Regions from separate parts of the Rattus norvegicus genome. Here region 2 is linked to region 1. Evidence: chromatin contacts called from public Hi-C data. All regions are on one chromosome and are shown on one strand. The core of a region is the stretch at or near the end of the contact, and the rest is flanking DNA. Distances in the headings are between cores, read along the strand shown. Region 1 overlaps Setbp1 (SET binding protein 1). Region 2 overlaps Setbp1 (SET binding protein 1).

Evidence for each region. A called contact is a pair of places that touch in the nucleus more often than the background predicts.
Region 2: a contact with region 1 is called in a Hi-C map of liver, with 7 times the contacts expected there. The contact joins two enhancer-like sites. A contact is called at or near these places in 3 of 12 Hi-C or Micro-C datasets (kidney, liver and mammary epithelial cells).

What each region holds. Positions count from the first base shown.
Region 1 is chr18:74,742,527-74,746,412 of GRCr8, forward strand. All of the region lies in intron 2 of Setbp1 (SET binding protein 1), which reads right to left. Among named protein-coding and RNA genes, the nearest start is that of Setbp1, 83 kb to the right of the region's middle. Within about 2 kb of position 1,890, at least 21 of the 93 cell types and tissues checked have an H3K27ac peak or open chromatin away from gene starts, as enhancers often do. A contact at or near this core is called in liver, where this site is marked.
Region 2 is chr18:74,783,733-74,787,618 of GRCr8, forward strand. All of the region lies in intron 2 of Setbp1 (SET binding protein 1), which reads right to left. Among named protein-coding and RNA genes, the nearest start is that of Setbp1, 42 kb to the right of the region's middle. Within about 2 kb of position 1,684, at least 2 of the 93 cell types and tissues checked have an H3K27ac peak or open chromatin away from gene starts, as enhancers often do. A contact at or near this core is called in liver, where this site is marked.

The DNA of each region.
Region 1 (3,886 bases), core at 640-3,139:
GAAAAAAAATATTAAAACGTACTTGGAATCTGAATTATTAACTTAAGACCACATTCCCTTCACCTAAACTGATACTCTCCTATGCCGAAACACTTGAGTTGAGTTTTTATTTACTCCTTAGTTTATATGGGTTTAGGCTTTCCTCAACTGGAAACAAGTACTTAAAAGGTAACACATGAACTATCTTAACTACCACTCTCTACATTCTGGAGCAAGAGGAAAGTAATTACTGCTGATGTTGCAAAAATAAGGTATTAAATAAAACCGTATGCTGCCTGTTGTGAGAAAGGGGCCAGCACCCAGCAGATTCCTAGGTTTTCAGGCCAGCAATGCATTTGATACATCTCTTCATTCTTTTCTTATTCTTGGCTGTGGGTCAGCTTTGCTGTGTAGCCTCTGGGACATATCTGCATTTAAGATCCCCTGGTTAGGATTAGAAGCACGAAAGATTACTCACAACATAGGCTATACTGACTGGGTGATTGTGCAAGCCAAGCCCATAGGTAGTGGAGAGGTCTCAGGGAGCCTCAGCAAATGTGCTTTGCCTACAAATCCTTGACATATTTTTATTGCCATAGATCCTATATGAATCCATGTCCAATGGGATCCAATAAGAATAGGTACAAGGGACTATTCGTAAAGAAACTGCCCATTCTGTGAATGGGTATAAACACAGTGTATCTCATCTTGTGCAGACATTAACAGAATGAACGGGATTTTTAAAAAAAGTTGTCCTCTCCTAGATTTCTGTACACAAAGAACTATATCTCATTCCTCCAAAAACTCAAAAAAAAAAAAAAGAAAAGAAAAGAAAAGAAAAGAGTTCTGAAAATACCAATAGAATGCCAAACTCCTCCTGGAAAGAGTTAATCAGGGAGGGAGCAATCATTCCATTCAAGCTGAGTATGCCCGGTGGCCCTTCTCTGGGCTAGGTATAATCCCAGACATTTCTGGGGACAGCAACACGTTTATGTACCAAAGTGCCAACACGAAATCCCACTGAAGAGATGAGAAAACTGAGGTGGAGAAAACCTTCCGTAACATGCCTAGAGTCAGGCTACTGTAGTCAGTGAAACTAAAGCCATCCAGCTCAGACGCTCCAAGCCAGCGCATCACAGCTCAGGAGGATGGTCCAAGCAGAAATAACACACTGCCAAAGAGTGGAATTTTCCTCTCACCCTGGGGTTAAACTCTTGTGAAAATAACCCGGGGACCCAAAGGCACTGAGTGCCAAGAATGTCCTGCTCCCTCACAAGCACCAACATTCCCATGGATGCAGTTCCCAGTCCTAACTGGGCTGGGGGCAGGGCTCCGAAGGGGAAGACATTACTTCCACCCAATGCAGGAGTCCCGGCCCTGTACCCACCCAGCAGATGTGGGTCCTTGGGCTGTTTTTCTTCCCTTCTCTTATTTAAAGACAAAACAAAACTCTCCACTCTCCTAGCATGTGAAATGCCACTTAGTCTGCCACCGGACAATAAGTTTACAGTCACACAATGACCCTTGTGCAAAGAAAAGGAAAAATGTGCACTCCACCCAATCCCAACCCAGAGAGGCAACCTCTCGAAAAGTCTAGGTCCTGCAGGATCAAACTCACATGCTGAGGGACAGGAGGTGGAGAGGCCTGGGCCCGGGAGAGGACAAGGAAGGAGGAAGCATAAAGTTTAAAGGCCAAAAGAAATGTCAACCTAACACCAGTACTGTATGAACAGCACCCAGCCTCACCGCTAAACAAACAAATGCTGCCCGGGAGGCAGGGTATCAAGGGGTTTTATTAACTTTCTTCCTGGAATCGTACACATAGGAAGTCTGTGCCATCCTATCAGCTGCAAAGCACAATATTTGCTCCTGGCTGGGGTGGAGGGGTTATGTGGTGTAGAGTGCTGACTCTGACCCTCTAACACAGGGCTTTCCCTTTGGATCAATCCAGGCCAGCTTCTGTTCTGGTTCCACCTCTAGGGCCTGGAAGCAGGAAATAGCTAGGTAGACTTTTATGAGAGAGCAAAGGACCACATGAGGACAGAGGCTATAACCCAGTCTCCACCTTCTGCTGGCTCTCTTCCAGTCATGACATAGCCTGCTGAGCTTTAGGGACGTTTGAGAAAAATAAAAATCCCTATATATCCCTTGGTGTAAGGAGGGACCTTAGTCTCTGGGCTGATATATCTGAGGGTACTGTCTCTGTTTAGGAAACTTCCATGGGATTCAAGGTGACAGGAAAGAAAGAAAGAAAGAAAGAAAGAAAGAAAGAAAGAAAGAAAGAAAGAAAGAAAGAAAGAAAGAGAGAGAGAGAAAGAAAGAAAGAAAGAGAGAAAGAACAAAAGAAAGAAAGAAAGAGAGAGAGAGAGAAAGAAAGAAAGAAAGAGAGAAAGAACGAACAAAAGAAAGAAAGAAAGAAAGAAAGGAAAGAAGATGGACAAAAGAAAGAAGGAAGGAAAGAAAGAAAGGAAGGAGGGAAAGAAAGAAGGAGAGAAAGAAAGAAAGAAAGAAAGAAAGAAAGAAAGAAAGAAAGAAAGAAAGAAAGGAAAGGAAAACATCCTACCCCCACCCTACTACATGACCAGTCTGTGACAGCCTACTTGAAGGGTCTCACAGGCAAGCCAAGCCCCTTGTTGTTCTTACCATTCCCTCACACCAACAACCATGGTCTGTGTATGATTGCCACATATCCCCTCAAACTTCCTGAGTTAGGGCCCAAGCCCCTCATGTAGATCTGGTAGGAAGTAGTTAAGTCACTGAGAGTACTACTCACAGAAGGTTTCTACTGGACTTAAGTCAGGGCTGTAAAAGAATAGGCCTGCTTTGTAGGTCCCTGGTTTCTGGCCTCTTCATCTACTCTCTTCTGCATATGCTGCCGCCACCATGATGACATCCACCACCAAGACCTCACCAGAAGCTCCATGGATATGGCTGCCTGCTCTTAGAGGGTCAAGCCTTGAAATTCAAGCCTTAAAAGGCCTCTTTCTTGACCTAGTATGATGATGTACGCCTGGGATCCCAAGAGCAAGGCAGTGGGAATAGGAGGCTCGACCAAAGTGCAAAGCTCTTCTGGTCTACTTACCACATACTGAGTTTTGGGGAAACCAGAACTACATAATAGGACATTATAAAATACAGTGAATAAAATAGCAAAATTTAAACAAAAAACAGAACATTTTTCTTCACAATGTACCCACATTCTTATAGGCCTAAGCCAAAACCTGAGTCATCTAAGGAGTGTGTGTGTGTGTGTGTGTGTGTGTGTGTGTGTGTGTGTGTGTGTGTGTAAGAGAGAACTAGAGACAGAGAGACAAAGTTCAACTGCCCCATTCTCCCTTCTGATAACCTTGCTCAGCAATCGATCCTAACAACATGTGCTTTCCAAAAGCCCAAGGCAATTTTGTTATAGCCCATAATAGCAACAACAATCTGCAAATAAAAGCATAGCACACCGCCATCAATGTTACTGAAACTCCTGGAGAGGGCAGGTGAAACAGGCTGTATCAGACCGCTATGATAGTCATGGAATCCTCACTGTAGATGCCACAGGCTTCTCTCTGCACTGCATTGAAATAACAGTCCTGCTTCTAGGGGGCACACTTCCACTCTCAGACTTTCCCTGACAGCTACCGCAATTTCTCCAACCCACTCTCCCAGTCAACAGAGGCTGCTGCTGAGGGTTTCCACGGGGGCTTTGTCCAGCAGCCAGAGGAAATAAACAGCAAGGTTTTTGGTGAAAGGCAGCTCTCTCTATAAAAATGCAAGTACTCCTAGGTTCAGTTCAACCACGATCCCTATAAGCACACTAATGGGAAGCTCAAATATCCTTAGGAGCACAAGAACAAAAGACTTGATAATCACCAAAAACCCAGGTAAATACCAACAGCATCTTTAGCTAGTCTTGGCA
Region 2 (3,886 bases), core at 434-2,933, 41 kb after region 1:
CATCCAACTACGGTTGGATGTGACCTTCTCACACAACTACGGAGAGTGCTACACAACCATATGAAGAAGTCCTCAGAAGAGGTGACAGCATGAACTTTAATCTTTACAGCCAGAGTCTGATTCCACTCAAGAAGAATGAGAGTCAGGGAAGGAGAAGGAAAATCAAGAACAAGATGCTGACTTCACAAAAGGAAAATTAAGGTGCATGGAAACTTCTTTTTAAATTGCCCACATCGTAGAGCAAGCAATTATGGGTACCATTTGAAATATAATAAACTGTTACTCAAGATCCCATTGTACCTCCTTGGCCTAGAATGTTACGGTGATGAGCAGAAGTAGGGTTTTGCATTTAATTTTCTGACCATTTCAGCTTCTGGTTTCTCTGGCCAGCCCCAATTTCTCAGAAAGCTTGATTGGCAGCCCCTCTGACCTCATGCCTGTTTTTCACAGGACCTCAAGTACAAAGCTGTCAGTGCCCAGCAGACCCAGTGGCCTCCTCCGATTCCTCTGGAGCTCCCACATGCAGTGCACACAATGCTCATGGGCATCAAAACCCCATGCAAGTTCTCTGAAGAAGGACTCGAGGTGATCTTTGCATCCCTGCATCACCTGAAGACCACATACTAACAGGAGAGCCACTGGACACACTTTGGAGGACAGGGAGAGGAGAGAATGGTGTCTTCAACATAAGACGACTCAGCCAGCCATGCTGAGGACAAAGCTAAAATAAAGGGTTGACTCGAAGGCTACGAGGAGCTGCTCTGATTACTTCCTACCTCCTTCCTGCTTGTACAGAACATTGGTTTAAAACTCAAGTTATGGGGAAAATAGAATGAAGTTGTATCGGAGGATGTAAGATGCCCTCAAGACATCAGCTGGAGGAGAAAACCCGGAAGAGCTCAGCATTGTTTTTTTTTTGTTTTTTTTTTTTTTTTTGTCTTCAGCCCACAGTCAGTGCCCCCAAAACACCCTTTTCAAAAAAATATACCAACTCTGTTCAGAACACGCATACGTGTCCACACAGATACCCTCTCACATAGGCATGTGGAGGCACCCTCTCATTGGCAAACAAGTGACAATATGCAAATCACTAGAAGCCACAAAGATTTGCTTCGGTGGGGGATATGAACAAACAAGGAACAATTTTGCAAGTGGCCACAGATGGCTTAGCTCCTCTGCTTACAATAGACACTAACGAGATTTGCCATAGCTAATTCACTCTTTCACACCATTGCTCTGCTCCCTTACCTTCTGAGAGGGAAATTTTCCCATCGTGGCCATCTGCATTTCTGTTCCTTTCTCGTGCACCAAAAAGAGTGCAAGCCGTTCATCCATGCTGTCTGTGAATGGGTCACATTCAGATGGCTAAATCGAACTAAGGGATGTCACCTAGGAAGGAACCATATGCTGGCTTTTCTCATGCCCTCGCTTCCATGAAAGCCTTATTAAGAGAAGGAATGGGAAAGGGTGCCCTATGTCCTCTGCTACAGGACAAATTAGGTGAGTTATAAAATACACATAAAGAGCAGAAACACCCAAAATGAGAGGAGCACAGCACATTGCGTGGATGCCTAGGGACCCTCCCTGGACTCTCTGGGTTTCACTAGACTCTCTCCTTCATATCTGACCTCCCAGTCAGCTCTTGACCTGCATTGCCTGTAAACAGTGCTCTGTGACTCTGACCTTCTAGTGCTAGACTGTCCTGTTTTGTGAAAGACAAGCTCCAAAGGCCACCCATTATCTCCCTGTGCTGGGTAAGAGAAGCAGAAGCAGGCACTCCCCTCCCCCCCATCAGGCCCACGGAAGAGGAATCTGCCACAAACCTAACTGGGGAGCAAAGGTCAGCTATCACTAGGAATGAAGCCAGCAGGAAAGGCGGCCCTCCAGAAGCTAAGCACCTGCTCCTCCCTGTAGGTACAGAGGTGGGCAAAGAGGTCCAGCTGCCTAGCCTGGGGCAGCCCAGGTCCAGACCTACCTGCACAGCTGCCCCTTCCAGGATGTCGGAGAATCTTCAACATAAGTAACAAGCTGCCAGCATTTTTTAAAATGGCTCCAGGATGGTGGGCTGGGCTTCTCCAGGGCTCTTGCTCCCTTTCTGCAAAGATCACCTATACATAAGGTGCCTTTGTGGGCCAGCTCTTTTCACCCAGCCCCTGAAACACTCTCACCACACAGAAGCAAGCACTCCTCCATGTGTGTACTCTCTGAGACGCACTCATTTCCTCCCTCCACTTGCAGTAGGCTCAGTTTCACACTTGGACCTGGTTTGATGCTTTTTCTCAGAATTGGACTTTTATAGCTTCTACTATTTCTTTTCTGGATTTTGCACCTTCTTGTCTACATCGCTGTCTTTTTCTTTACACTGATATCCCAAGGGCACCCCCCTAGGTTAAACTACATCCATACCACAGAGCTCTTGTCTTTCAGACCCTAGAATAGATGTCTCTCACTTGCTCTGCTTAACAGTGCTTCTTATCTTTGTTTTCAATTAGACAGATTGTCCCTATCACTCAATGAAATCGACCAGTCAGTCACAAGGTATTTTTTGAGAATCATTGGTGTCGTCCTTCCCAGCTGAGTTGCTATGGGGAAGGCTTTCTGTCTTGATTCCTACTTTGACACAGCTTACAAGTCAGACTGGAAACATTTCCCCAATGGGATATTTAAGGAACAAGAACCAGTTACTTCTCTATAATATTGCCTGGTGTGCAACAAAAAGTGATTGAAGAAAATCCTTTTGATTAGATGGATGAATAAATTAATGAGTGACTCCATGATGCTGAGGAAGAGCGCAGCTTACGTGGGATAATTAGCATCAACACTGGCATCCAGGCCTGTGAGGCTGAGCTCTGTGGGCCCCTCTGAGTCCTTCTTTTGCCTAGTGTGCTTCTGTTTGGAAGTCAAACTCTCCTTCGCTCCTTCCAGCTCCTCCTCACTCATGGCTCTGAGCTCTATAGACCTTGTGGAAACCAAATTCCGAAGAGTGACCCCCACCTCCCCAGGTACAGCCCACATTAGTCGGTAGAACTGAAAAGAGGTGCATTTTATGACATCGGGAGCGTAAGTACACGGCCGAGCATTGAGTGGGCACCATCACCCGCCATCGCCACCTCACTCACTCTTCATAATCGTTAGGACAAAATATGTCTTCATACATAACTTGCTATAGAAGAGAGAGATCATTTAGTAAGAATCCCTCATTTCAGATGATACTACGCTGCACAAGTACCCCATTACAGTCAATAATTGCTCATACATGCACATGTATGTGTAAACACACACACACACACCACATTCTAAAACTCACTCCGTCCTCTTCTGTTTGTCCCCCCTCTGTGTCTGTCTGTCTTGTCTGTGATACTCTGCATGTCTGTCTAGGGAATGAATCAGCAGGTCCCCAGTGCCCTGGGTCACCATTGCACACCGACAGTAGGAGGAGGTAGAAAGTGATACGCTGAGGAGAAGGTTCATGAATTTTGCAGGTTTTTACCAATATCCCGAATCATCATGTGGTCATTCTTGACCTCAGTGTCAAATCACCATAAGGTGCCATAAATACACCCACCATAAAGGCCACCCCCTCCCCCAGGCTCCACAGTCACTGGAGAACCTATAGGATGCTCTCTGTCTGGCACCTCCTCCCTTTGCAGAGAGGAGTGGCACTGCTGGGAAAACAGCAGAAGCTGGAGCTTCTGGGGGTGGCTGAAATCTGACTAAACTGTCTCTGGTTTCCCAGACTTCTCACTGAGGTGGTCTCATTTTACAGACTCAGCACGTGAGGCGTCGGGGAAGCTGTGGGTCTTCCAGAAGGCAGGGTCTCATCTCTCCTTTGTACTGCTGCTTCAGGAGGTCGGGCAAGCAGCTTGGGAGCATGGAGGGCAGGCCC